2 separate regions of the Rattus norvegicus genome follow, and region 2 is linked to region 1. A link is a contact called in public Hi-C data. All regions are on one chromosome and are shown on one strand. The core of a region is the stretch at or near the end of the contact, and the rest is flanking DNA. Distances in the headings are between cores, read along the strand shown.

Region 1 (7,164 bases), core at 637-3,136:
CATACAGACACACAGACACACAATACATACACACACACGTATACAGCACACACAGACACAAACATTCATATGCACACAGCACACCACACACATATACACACACATAAACAGAGACACATACATACACAGCACACACACACGCACAATCACACGCGCATATGAAGTACTTTAAAACCATGCCTGATAAGATTAACCTCAGATGTTACTCACTGCATATAAAATAGAGGTTCTACATGGCCCGGGATATTATTTTACAGTTAATTCACCGTGGGCACATCGGCATAGGAATGTTGATAATGTTTTTGATTTGTAAATGTTTTGCCATGTAATGTTGGATGTTTCTTAGAAGTACCTGGAAAAGGTAAAGATGTGAGACAACAGGAGCTGTTCCATAAATGAAAGGACCAGAGGCAGTATATGGTAGTTCAAAGGTATCTCGGACTCCAGGGTGCTCACACTAGCTTTTTCCATCCGAGGTAGATTACTAATCGAGGAAGAAAAGGGTTGTTTTTAATTGCCCTTTAGATAGGAAGGGCTTCTTATAGTCTAGAATATTGCTGATAATTCTAGAAATAATTCGCCCTCATCCAGTTCACATATTAATGTTAACCACACTAACTGAAGATTTTAGAAGGTGGCAGTGGCCAGAGATAGCGCTGAACCAGCGATCAGAAAGGCCAGAGTCCCCTATCCGCTGTGTCTTGAAGGTCAAGTTTAATGTGGTCATTGTCCCGTGGTGGTAGGAAATTCTCCAAGTGCTTTAAGAAGAATGTGGTGATAAGCCTTTGCAGCAATCCCCCAGACTGGGCTCAGAGCAGCTCAGGAATAAAGTCTCAAAAAACAACAACAACGACCAGGGAAAACAAGGTGCCAGAATTCTCATTGGCCCTGAAAATCGCGGTCATTCTTCCGAGTCCCCCACCTTCTGATTTCTCCCGGGAAACTTGTCTGTGCCTGTTCAATGCAGGCAAACCTTTCCTCTCCTTCCCTAGCTCAGGGCCTGGTATCTTTATCACAGTCTGCCCCACTGCCTGTTGGCTAATGTGTCTGCCACTCAGCCAACTACCGCACTACCCCACCAATCCCCACCAACCGCGAGCTTCTTCAGGAACTGCCCACCCTAGCTATTGGACCATCGGCCCCACTCAGTCATTACCCCTCTCTCAGGGGAGTCTATCCACAACTGCAGATTCCCCAGAGTCTTTCGTCTTCTGGTGTGGAACTCTGCAAAACTAGAGATTCTCAGAGTTATAGATACTTAAGGGAGTCAAAGGACATATTCAAGGGTTCTGTGAGTTCTTACATAGAAGAAAGATCATGGAGTCCATAGCAACGGCAAAAATAAAGAAAGGCAAAAATACCCCTCTACGGTGACCTATAAACAATAGTGTTAATAATTTGATAGAAATTATTCTAAATGAGTCATTCAATCTTCACAAAACCTGTGTGGCACATCCCAGCATGTTACCCCCGTTTCTCAGGCACAGAAAAGTTGAGTAATCTACCTAAGATTTAAACAGATAAAAATGTGTGAGAGGAGTTGTCACACCAGGCAACCTTACTAATACAGAGAGGCACACGTCAATATATGCTTTCTACATAGCAAACAGTGTGCGAGAAAGATCTTTGGTAATGGGGTTTGTACCGTCACCTACAAGATGCCTATGCCTTTTTTTAAGTTCCAAAGGAGGCTGGTGATGAAAACAGAAGCAGGAAGTGAGACCCGAAATTGTTGACACACCACATACCCAGACAGATTATTGGAAGCACGGGTTATGGGTGTTATGCATGGAATTCTGTTTGAGCTGAGTGCTTTAGACTGTTACTCCCTTCAGAGACTCCACAAAGCTGTCCTCTTTGGAAGAGTGATTGGATGATGGGCCTGGAACGGAATGTGGTGGTCATCTTATCTCACCACACAGTCAGCTCCCAGGAGGCAGCGTGGCTCAGCTCCTCATGACTGTAAAGACATTCTGAGAAAGTGATAATATCCAATTACCTCACAACCACAAGGGTGCGGGAATGCCGACCTTGTGTCCCTCAGTCAACAGGTGTCACAAAACAAGAGGAAGGGAGAGGAGGCTGCTGATTTACTGGAAGAGACCAGGGATTTAACTGAAGCTTAAAGGTCAGGGGTTTCTTTCCCACAAAGGAGGAGAGGGATAATAGATACTGGGGGGAGCTGTAAGGGACTCTCCCTGGGTGCCACGTAAGGTAGCATGCCTCGATATCCCTAGTGGCCCTGATACATAACTTCTATGTGTAATAACGAGTTCTCACAGTGGCCTGAGGGGGGAAAGATAGTTCCCCATCTCTCCCTCTGCCTTCTACTTTTTTCCTGCCTTTCCATGTAGCCTTGAGAACTATGGAACGTGCACAGGGAGCTGAGTGGGGGCTGAGTTGACTAATCACGGTGTTTAAATGGCAGTAAAAGCAGGTCTGTGTGAGCAGTCCTGGGATCTCATCCCTTACTCCCCTCCTTAGAACCCACTACATCTTTCTGTGCCCCTGGAGCTGGTAGGCAGCAAAGACAAACCTTAGCCAAACGAGACTGGAACTGGAGGACAGACCCAAGTGCTCAGTCAACAGCTAGGATGAGTGCCCAGAGGAAAGACAGGTTCCGGTACAGAGAGATATCTGCAGCCGGCCTGTAGGAACCATTTATTGCATGAAAGAGCATGCTGAGACAGAAACAGCAGGAAGCCACTGAATAAAAAACCATCTCTCACATGTCCTCAACTGGGCTAGAGGTAGAGACTGGAAGAAACCATGCCTCTCTACATCACAGGGTAAGACTGAAAAAGATGGTGCTGCGGGCGGCTATGGGAAGGGCCTTAGGAGGACGGTACAGAGGCACAGAGAAGGCACAGAGAGGGCTGTTGGGAGGATGACAAAGGACACATACAGTCTTAGTTGGTGAAAGGTTTGATGTTGGAAAGACAAATAACAATTTACCAAAGGGTGGGTGACTGCAGGAAGAAAAGCCAGACAGAATTAGAAAGAGGTGACCTAACAAGTCAAGGTGTTTTAGTGCGATTGTATGTGTGTTAAGGCTGCAGAAAGCTTTGACAAAAGCCATCGGTCAAAGGTTTCTGAGGGTCTCAAAGTCAGAGACCATGCAATGCTTCGTGGTTCTTCAGCCAATACACACGGAAGACAGCAAGGAGAACAAAGTAGAGAGATGTATGGCTGGAGCCTTTCTAACTGTGTGGCTGAGTGTGTCTTAGGAACTTTATATATTTGTCCAGTGATACCTGCGTGAAGAAGTTTGTCCCGGGAACCCTCACGATCAGTGGCTCAGAATGCTCCGAGAATAGGGTAGTGGAAGCTAGCCAAGTTGTGATTCAGATCAGTAGTCCATAGTGAGAGACGAGATGCATGCACAGAACACGGTCAGTGCCAGAGAGGAGGCAACACAAGAGAGACGCCTGGAGATGCGGTTGCTGGGCTTTGAGAGCGATGGAGGCAGAGCCCTGGAGAATATATGGGATGGAGAAATCTGGACTGACCCCAGGGATTCAAATTCAAGGAAGGGGGTGGTGTCACAGAACATACACCTGTCTTTAGTGCTCAGTACGCACTGCACAATCGCCAACAGAACGCACCGATACCTAAGAGCCACCTTGAGTCACCAAGCCACTAATGCTTTAGGATGTCCCAGTCTGATACCTGAGAAGCTACCTCTACCACAGAAAAATAAATCAAGTGCTCCTCAGTCCCTATCCTCCCTCAAACACCTTCTCCTTTCTGACCCCCTCCCCCATTGCGTAGCCAGAGTAATAACAGCCCTCCTATCTTAAGTCATTATGATCCATAGCCAAGTAGCTCCATAACCACAAGAGGGCAATGAACATGCTCAGAGAGGCACAGGGTGGTAATTACTTTCCCATTAGCACGAACTACACTAATAGCATCAGAGGACAATTAGCATCCCTAAACTCACGCTTCGATATAACCTCTGCATGTCTTGCAGGAGTAGATGGATGCACGGCCCCACAGGAATAAGCAACAACTATGCGGGGAGCCCAATCCATCCTGGTCATGTTTTTGAGCCATGCATTTGTGTGAGGCAGCTAGGGGGAGAACTCAGTTTTGATCACCGCTGAGCTGGCTAGTCTCAAGCCAAACACCACTGAATTCAGCTGTTTCTTCTTTAGGCCCCAGGAAGCGAGCACACGAGTGGGAGAAAAGCTACAGCCCAGCATCGTCCTTTGCCTCCCTCTCTCTCTCTTTTGCCCATCACTAAGCAACCATTCTTTGTGCTCAAGCCTACACATCTTTGTGCATTGTAACCCTTGGTTACTTGAATCAACAGCTCTATTTGATAGTGTGCTGAGGGGGATGTCTATTCTGTATATTCCTGCTTTAGGTCAGTCACAATGAAGAACAAGTCATTTTGACCTCTATTATGATTCGAGGGCTTCTCTTCCATGTTCCCATAGCATCATATTGCAGCGCAGAACACAAATCCCACTTCAATCACCCATTTTCTTGCTCCTTTGGCCCCCTAGACTGTTTCTGGAGAGTAGGTGCTGCACCTTGTCTGTGCGTAACCATATCCTGTGGATCCAGCAGAGGCTAGAGGTTCCGAGATCTCTAACTGCGGGATGAATGAGTGAGAGAATGCGTCCCTGCAATTCAAGCCTTGGTTGTTAAAAGTATGGTTATTTAGTTTAAAGAATAGGCCAGCCAGGCTGAATGGACAGAGACGGGAGGGGTTAGACAAGATGGAAGAGGTTTGTTTTGGATGAACCAGGTGTACAGTAACAGCTACAGATCTGAAGCTATTTTCTCGCTGGAGCCAGAGATGGCATGTGGCAGATATGCTCAGTGACAGAGCAGCAGAAACACACTGAACAAAAGGACTCGTTATTCCTCAGGCAAGGAAGAAGAGCTCTCTCCAAGCAATGGTGTCTAACTGAGATAAAGACTCTCTCTCAAATGATTATGGAGGATGATCGCTCCCAGGAAAAAGAGCAGTCAGTGTAGAGGCCAGAAGGGAGCCCAGTTGGAGACAGCTGCAGACCACCACCATGAACTGTATTAGTATTTCAAATTAAGGGAGGGAAGCTGGTCCTTTGTCTCCCCGTGTGGGGGGGTTTGTAGCTATGAGCTATCTCCTGAGGCAAAAACCGTACCTTCCGAGTGGTGGAGAATCTCTGTGAAAGTTGGGGAGCAAGAAGTCTGCACTCGGCACGAGTGCACACACACATGCACACATACATACATATACTAAATGAAGTGCAAAATAAGTTTCTTGGGCATGGCAACTACAGCATATCCTGAGTTCGAGAGTGCGGAATGTTTATTAGAACAATTTCTAGCTATTAAATGCACAACCTATGCCAAGTTCTCTGCTCAATGTTGTCTGCGCAAGTGCATTTGTTCATCGACTCCTTAGGACACTCTGAGAGAGAGGTGATATGTTATTGCTTCCTTCTTCCTTTGGATGGTGAAAAAGAACTCATAGATCACAATATTTTGTACCGAGGACATCTTGTTTCTATAGCTACAGTCCTAAGACACAATCAGGACACTATATATTTGGCCAGAGTCCCATGCATTTGTTCAATGAAGTCTCCTGGTGTTTTTGAGCATCTATGCCATGACAAGGGTACAGTCTGATCATTAGTCCCTGATCAATAAAGAATCTAGACTCTCTATCCCTATCAATCACATACAGAATATGCCGCAGAGCTGAGGCCACAGACCCAGCCCTCAGGCCCCTCTTTGCTGGGGAAAGATGGACTCAGCTAAAGTCCCTGTCAAGCTCGCATCTTAGGATTCCCAGCCCAGACTGTGCCCCCACAGGGCTCATGGACAGACCCTGTCAGAACTATGGCTATCAGCTTTGGGTGTCAGCCCAGATAAGCTATTGTGGCTGCTGCTTCTGCCAGCCATCCAGGTTTCACCTTGGAGACACCTTTTATCACTTGAGGTGAGATTATCCTCCATTACCCGGGTGGACCTCACTCAATCAGAGAAACAAAGCTTTAGGAGCAGCACTGACGTTCCCACGGGGAAGCAAAGCATCCACCCCATCATGTGGCTCCAGCTCCAGACTTTACAGCCCGCCTGCCTCATTTCAGACTTGCTAGCCACCCCCACAGTCAGTCAAGCTAGTTCTCGAAATAAACCTCCCTTCTTTCTTAAGATAGATAAATAGATATAGATATGCACACATATGTAAAGATATCAATATATAGAATAGATAGACATGTCTATCTCTTGGTTCATATATATATTTATATGTATAAATATCTATATATACATTTACACACACATATATACATACATATATATAATGTATATATATATATGTATATACATATATATATAGACAGAGCCATAGCTATGTCTGTCACTTCTTAGTTCTGTGTATCTGGGAGACCCTGAGAGAAAGGGACCCACTGTGAAATTTTCTTCGTGCATTGTCCTCAGTGTTCTTAGACCTATCTAGAATGCAAGCAGGTAGATGAAGCTGGTACTTACAGCACCAACTAAAACAAAAGTTCATCTCCTCAACAAATGCATCCAGAAGTTTGCAATCAGGAAATATATATTCATTTAAAGTGCTTTGTTTTTTGTTTGTTTGTTTGTTTGTTTGGATTTTTTTTAATCTGTGTGTGGGCCTGAAGGACTCTAATCCCAAATTCTAGTTTCTATGGGAACTAATCTGGCTTTCATCAACCTGCTGCAGAATGTACAAGGTCACTTTAAGTCAGAGGTTGTCCTACTTTCCCTGCTGTTGTGATAAAACAGCATAACTAAGAACATGAAGAGGAAAGGGCTTATTCTCCGTAGTCCATCATCCAGGGAGATCAGGGCAGGGACGCAAGGCAGGAACCTGGGCATGGGAACTAAAGCAGAGGCCATGATGGACAATCTTTACTGGCTTGGCTGCTCAGCTGCTCTTTGTATGCATCCTGGATCCATGTGCCTAGAGATGACACCACCCAAAGTAGGCTGGACCCTTCTACATGAATTAGCAGCTAAGAAAATAAGCCGGACATGGTGGTGCAAACTTTTAATCCCAGCACCCAGGAGAGAGACAGAAACAGGCCTATCTCTGTGAGTTCAAGGCCAGCCTATTTTATAAAGTGAGTTCGAGACCAGTGAGGATTACATAGGGAGACTCTCGATTAGGAAGGAAGGAAGGAAGGA
Region 2 (6,521 bases), core at 3,074-5,573, 100 kb before region 1:
CTCAGCCCTTGAAGGTTGCGATCACAAGTGTGTACCGCCATGTCCTACATATTATTTAAGAATTATTGGCTGTTAGCCAGTGATGGAATATCCAGTTGGAATTTCCAAGCAGCAATTAACATTTCCTATAATTCACTTCATGGAATCCATGCAACATCCAGAGAGCGTTTTAAGGATTACCGTGCTCTGCATCTTCTCTGACGTATCCGACACTCTCATTCCTCCATTGAACATGCATTAAGTGCCTGATGGTACGGTGTGCTGTTTACAATGGAAATATGACATGTATTCAGAGTTCGAATGTTCCTGAAGGTTCACTCCAGCTCCATTGGTTGAGCAAGAAGAGCCAACAGATACTAACCCATCTGGGGCCACAGAGGTCAGACCTATCAGCTGTGTCCTAGCTTTATTTCTGCTGCTGGGATTAAAAATGCCCTGATTTAAAAAAAAACAACAATTTAGAGGGGAAGAAGTTGATGTTAACTTGTAATTCTGGGTTACAGCCCATTTGTGTGTGGAAGTCAAAGAGGCAGGAGCCTAAAACAGCTAGTCATATCACATCCTTAGTCAAGGGCAGAGGGAAATGAGTGTGTGAAAGCCTAGTAGTACTCAGCTTTCTCTAGTCTTATATAGCCCAATGAAGTCCTTTCTAGGGAATGGTACTGCCCACAATCTGGATCTTCCTACATCATTGAAATTTTAATCAAGATAATTCCCTCACAGACAGCCCACAGGCCACCCTGATCTGGACAATCCCTCCTTGAGATTCTCGGGTGATGGATGATACATTGGGTCAAGTTGACAATTAACCATCACATAGCCCTTGACCAAGCTCTTTCTGCTTTGCTTAGTTGATTGGTAAAAATCTTTTTCCTAGAGTAGTCTCAATTTTATTTGTATCAGCTGTCCTGTGGCATGTTGAACCTCCCCGAGACCACCACACTAGCCTTACTTCTAGTTATCAGACCCTTTCAGAACATAGTTTGTCTTCCCTTTCTAAAATCTTTTCCTGTATCTAAATAAGACATTTGTATATTCTTTTCATCTCCCCACTTCCCAATCTAAAGATGATAATAAAGTCTTTTGCAATGTGACTCATGAATGTGGGTTTTTGTTCTTTTATATTTAGTGTGAAAAATGATCAACGATTTGTATGTCTTTTGTTCTCTTCTTGATCTGATAACTGCATGTGACAAGAGTTCTGTTTGCCCATCATTTATCCCCCAAATCAATGTCTGAAGCGAAGTAAGCCTTCAATAAACATTTGCTGGTGAAAGTGCCCCTCCTGTTCTCACTGGTTACTTAGGAATGTGCTACTATGTCTGTGGCTTGAATAATGTAAAGTGTTCAACAAAGGAAGCAATACTTCAATTAGTAAAGCCATCACACGATGTAAGGTTGGTCACTAATTAGTTCTGGATTCATGGGAAGGTTTACTCTTCACATTGCTGTGACAAAGTATCTTACAGAAGAACCTTAGAGAAGTTTTATTTTAGATTATGGTCTGAGGATACTCAGGGTCAAGGGGTGGTGGATTTAGGTGGCTGGTTACATTGTATCTGCAGCTAAGAAGCTTAGAATGATGCAGACTGGTACCCAACTGGCTTTCTCCTTTATAACTAGTCGGCCCAGTGCTAGTGAAATGGTGCTTCTCCATGTCAGTTGAGTCTTTCTAAATCAGTTAAACCTCTCCGGAAATGCCCTCATAAGCACACTCAGAGGTTTGTCTCATCCCTCATTCTAAAACCCTTTATGTTTGCAATCAAGATTAATTATTCCACATTCATAAGTCTGCATAATGTACCCCAACATTTCAGAGGTGTTTTTTAACTATAACACATTATAACCCCTATATCGATTACCACAAACTACTACATCTTTCAAATGAAATCACTGCTTGCCCAGGGTGTGTGTGTGTGTGTGTGTGTGTGTGTGTGTGTGTATTCATTCTTAGTTTAGCGCTGGTAAATTTGGCTCAATAAATGTGCACATTATTTTTTGCTTGTGATTATGCTTTCTAGCCTTACCCCTGTGTCTGTCATCAACATAATCTGCGAGCCTTGGAACTAAAGGTCAAACACCCTGTGTCACCAGCAGTGACCCACAGTCCCGTCTTGTGGCTAGCACTTACATCTTACCCAGTCAAACAGTTGTTGAACAGATTTCTAAGGAATGGCTCTGATGTTTTATTTATTAAAACTGGCAACAGGGACAGGAAACTTTGTTTCCTTTACAAAAGCTATTGTTCGGGTTCCCATCTCTCAGTGTGTGCCACAACAAATGGGTTTGGATTCAGCTCCTTTGTAATTCTTCATCTTTCAAGTGTTACACTGTTATTTCAGAATATTTTAGTTACCATATTATCAACTTCAATAAAAGAAAGGAGTTGATCCAATATTCAGAAATGCCTACTGGCTCCAGGTAACTTTGATCCTGGAGGATCACAGCGTACCACTTATGGGCAAAATATTGCATGAGGTCAATTGCCGGCACTCAACAACAACAACAACAACAAAGAAAAAAGCAAAACAAAACAAAAACAACAACAAGAAAACAACAACCACCACCACCAACAACAACAACACAGAGGTTTTTTGGAGTCAACTGTGAAAATACATTTACTTTTCACATTGCCATAGTGGCTGAGAATCTGGGGGAGGGCATGGGGGGGGTGAGGGAAATGGTGTAGAGAAACCACTACAAAGTCTAGAGGCTATAATTTTAAAGTCTATTTTTGGCCAACAGAAATTTTCATGTTGTTTAGAAAAGCATCCCATATCAAGGTAGTCAAAATATCCCATTGATTATTATAATCAGCAATGTTAAACATGGAGTTCCCACCCCCTCTTTAAGCCTAGGTTATTTCTGACTGGATGTGTACTCTAGCTATGGCCAAGAGGATGCTAAGTGGAGGAGTCAGGAAGCAGGGCTAGAATTTCAAGGGCCCCATTGGAGTGTACCAGCTATATCACCATTTTTTTTACTATCCATGAGTAATGATTCTGGAATTTGACAATGTACCTTCATCAGATTTCAATGTCCTTGTAAAATCAAAGGGCATGTGGCAGTGGACCAAACCAAGAGCTCCAAGTTATTCTTAACACAGCCTGTCCTTTGTCCTGTAGTGTTTTCAGCCAAACTCACTCTGCATACAGAATGCTCGCAGAATAGATGGGATAGTTAGCAAGCATGATGTTGCCTGGATGACTCTGGCTGTCTCTGTTTTATGAGTTTGGGTGGAAGATAGGAATTCAGGTTTGGTTACCCATGGGGAAATTCATCAAGCTTATTCGAGCTCACTTGAGAAGGGCTACCACTTTCCCCAAACTGGCAACAATTTGGATATTACAAATCATGCAATAATAAATTTGATTAAAAATGTAGATGTACGCAGGGATAATTTTCTCATAAAAACATCTTTCACAGGTGTAGACTGCTCACCTTGCATGTCCAAGGTCCTAAGTCTAATATGAGAGAGAGACTGACTTTGTGAAGGTTTAAGGAATACTAATGTGCTCAATTTTTTTCTTTGTAACATAAAATATTCTCTTCCCTTGTTCTTGTTCTCTCTCTCTCTCTCTCTCTCTCTCTCTCTCTCTCTCTCTCCTCCCCTCCCTCTTTCCCTCCTTTCCTCCTTCCTCCCTCTCTCCCTCCCGTAATGCTTAGGAAAGCATCTGTAGTCAGGGGTGTAATGTCATTAGACCCCTACTAAAATGAGTGAAGGTAGCCCTCTTTGTAGCTCTAACATTGGAAGCTTTTTCTCTTTTCTATGTTTATGTGTGTTCGTGTTAAGGTGCACAAAGACAGAGTGTGTGCAGGGTTATATGTGGGAACCAGAGGACAATCTGGAGAGTTGTTACCCAGGCACCATCCCCCTTTACTGAATATAAGGGTTTTTTTTTTTATTGGTTTGTTGTTGATATATAGGGTGTCTCTCTGGCCTGGAACACACCAAGTATGCTAGTCTGGCTGGTCATTGAGCCCCAGGGAGCCACTTGTCTCTCTTCCTCCACACTGCTAGGCTTCTAAGCCAGCTTACTTTTTAGTGGGTTCTGGATATTAAAGTTGGGGCCTCTTTGCAAGGCGAGCATTTTACTGACTGTTCTGTTAACCCAGCCACGAGGCTTCCAAATCCATAACATATAATAGTCTTCCTAGCAACCGACTGGATTTGTTTATTCCACAGAGAATGGCGTTTGATTGTGAGCCTTTGTGGGCACCATTCGATGAATAACGCCCCCTAAACACTTCCTAATAGAAGCACTTACGGGTTTCATAAAGAAAAAAGCTACGTCCTTTTATTTAATCCCCACCGCTTCCTCATTTGTCCACCAGATGGCAGAAGAGGGGCCAGGATAGCAGCTAAAATATTTTTGATTCACTAGTGTATCTAGTATGAAATTATATTAAGAGCAGGAAATAAACACTTAAATGTAGTCCTATGACTTAATGTCCATTATATTGTCTACATGAAAATACACTGAGAAAAACAACAAGATTGTGGAAAACGTACATACTAGGCTGGAAGTTAAAAGTTCAACCACGGATTAGAAGACCTGGACATACTGTTAGTCCTATGCAATGGGCAGAGGGGACAGGGAAGCGCTGCATGAAGGCTCTCCCGCAGCCCACGTTTGAATGAAACTAGAAATAGAAAAGATGAGGGTAGGAAATGTTCTCTTCTCGCCTTTGCTGTGACAGTCCTGGGCCTGGCAAGGGTGACATTCTCTACCCATATCCAAAGTTACTTTTGAGGACAAGCCCTTTAAGTTCAACGCAAAGGGTAGCTAAAGTATATATATGAAGAAATATTGAGTTGGGGAGCAGGGAACCATTGCCCAACATAAAGAACAGGCTGTATGCTCACAGCTGGTAAATGTTTAACACCTCAGTGTTGTTACGCGTTGCCCACGTTTATTTAGCAACCTCTTAAACAAGCAGAGAGAATGCTTTATTATTCTCATGGAAATGGATTTGAAGTGAAAGGCTTCAAGGAAATAGCCTGGTTTATAGCTATTCTCATCGGTGTGTCTTCTTCACATGTGGCTGTACCGCCTTCCTCCTGGATTTGCAGAGACTAGCATCAGAGAGAAATGGCCACCAAGCTGTACCTCGCAGGGGAAGGACCAAGCTGAGTGAAGTGATTGTTTTGAGAATATGTATATCAGGCAATAACCCACAGAGGAGAAATGGAAAGTGAATTTTATGACAGCGGTTGTAAGACGTTTTAATCCACCTCTTGAGGCACTTGAGGTGCACACCGAGTCATGATATCCTGTTTGCCTAGCCACTCCACTTTCTGAGGCCCTGGTTTTGCCCTTTTCTAGTCACCATGGCAACAAGGACACAAATACAAAGTCCATAGCATTCTCCAGATCTGTGAGGAAGAATTTCCCACTGTATACATGGTACATATAGTTGACCTACGCACTGCAGGAAGAATGTGGTGTAATTTTAAACACAGTAAATTGAGTCATAAAATGGAAGTGGATACAGCTAGGAAAATGTTACCAACAAAGAAAGGAAAATAGTGTTGGATTGCCGTCCCCACTAAAGCCCACAGTGCTGTCCCTCATCTCCTTTCCTGACGTAAAGAGAACCATGAAAACAAAGCATCGAGCTTTGATTTTGCTTTTTATTTTTAAGGCCTAAACCTAAAATAAATGATTTATTTCTAGGTCAATCATAAATGAGTGATCTGAGATGCTGATCTTGAAAACACTTCATCATTTTCAATTACTGGCTGTAACGGGCTCTGCTAAAATCCTGTGTGTTCATTCTGCATTTCCAGAGAAGAAGCCAAAGCCAGGCTCTGGTATGGCTTTGTTTGATTCCTGGCCAAGACTGTCCTCACGCAGCATCCCCAGAAAGTAAGGGTGGAGTTGACTGTGGAAGGAATGATGCATCCGTCCCTTGCATTCAGTCCTATGCACTGAATGACATCCTGGGAAGAACTTTCAAAAGCATATGGGGAGAACAAGATTCCTGCGGATAAAGCAGCTTCCCTGGGCAGGAATGAAGAGCCACAGAAGAAATTCAGAGAAGTTTTAAAGAGGCTAGACAAAACCAAAAACAAAACAAAATAAATCAAAACAAAACAACAACAAAACAAACAAAAGCGGCAGCATGCAGGGACCTCTGTAAGATGCTGAACTGATCTGTTTCTCTGACTGATCAGCATGGCATTAATCGCCATCACTATTGAACGTGTTTTTGCTTTGTTTTGGTTTGAGTGCTTGTATTATTTAGTGGGGGGACTTGGGGGATGGGCAGACACTATGCCCTTGTGCTCGATGTGAGCTGCCCTGCCAACTGAGGGAGACCCAAATTCTGATGCTCCTTTCCTGTGACTCCCATTCATCCGCCAGATGCCTGTACTGAGCGCTTGCCCTGTAAGAAGCACAGTCTGACCAGTGCTGTTGCAGTTCTGGGTGTCAGGACTCAGTTCTTCGGTTCTCTGCTGTCTAAAATGTGAGAAAATAAATAACAAATGGGGATATGTGTGTGCATCATCTAACGCC

The links. A called contact is a pair of places that touch in the nucleus more often than the background predicts.
Region 2: a contact with region 1 is called in a Hi-C map of the A7r5 cell line, with 5 times the contacts expected there. The contact joins two enhancer-like sites. A contact is called at or near these places in 6 of 12 Hi-C or Micro-C datasets (the A7r5 cell line, frontal cortex, hepatocytes and 3 more).

What each region holds. Positions count from the first base shown.
Region 1 is chr15:58,525,178-58,532,341 of GRCr8, reverse strand. All of the region lies in intron 1 of LOC102546462 (a long non-coding RNA gene), which reads right to left. LOC134482157 (a long non-coding RNA gene) reads right to left here. Exons shown (of 2, transcript XR_010058216.1): 2 at 1-7,164. Among named protein-coding and RNA genes, the nearest start is that of Serp2, 220 kb to the right of the region's middle. Within about 2 kb of position 1,886, at least 15 of the 93 cell types and tissues checked have an H3K27ac peak or open chromatin away from gene starts, as enhancers often do. A contact at or near this core is called in the A7r5 cell line, where this site is marked.
Region 2 is chr15:58,630,408-58,636,928 of GRCr8, reverse strand. All of the region lies in intron 4 of LOC102546462 (a long non-coding RNA gene), which reads right to left. Among named protein-coding and RNA genes, the nearest start is that of Lacc1, 180 kb to the left of the region's middle. Within about 2 kb of position 4,323, at least 13 of the 93 cell types and tissues checked have an H3K27ac peak or open chromatin away from gene starts, as enhancers often do. A contact at or near this core is called in the A7r5 cell line, where this site is marked.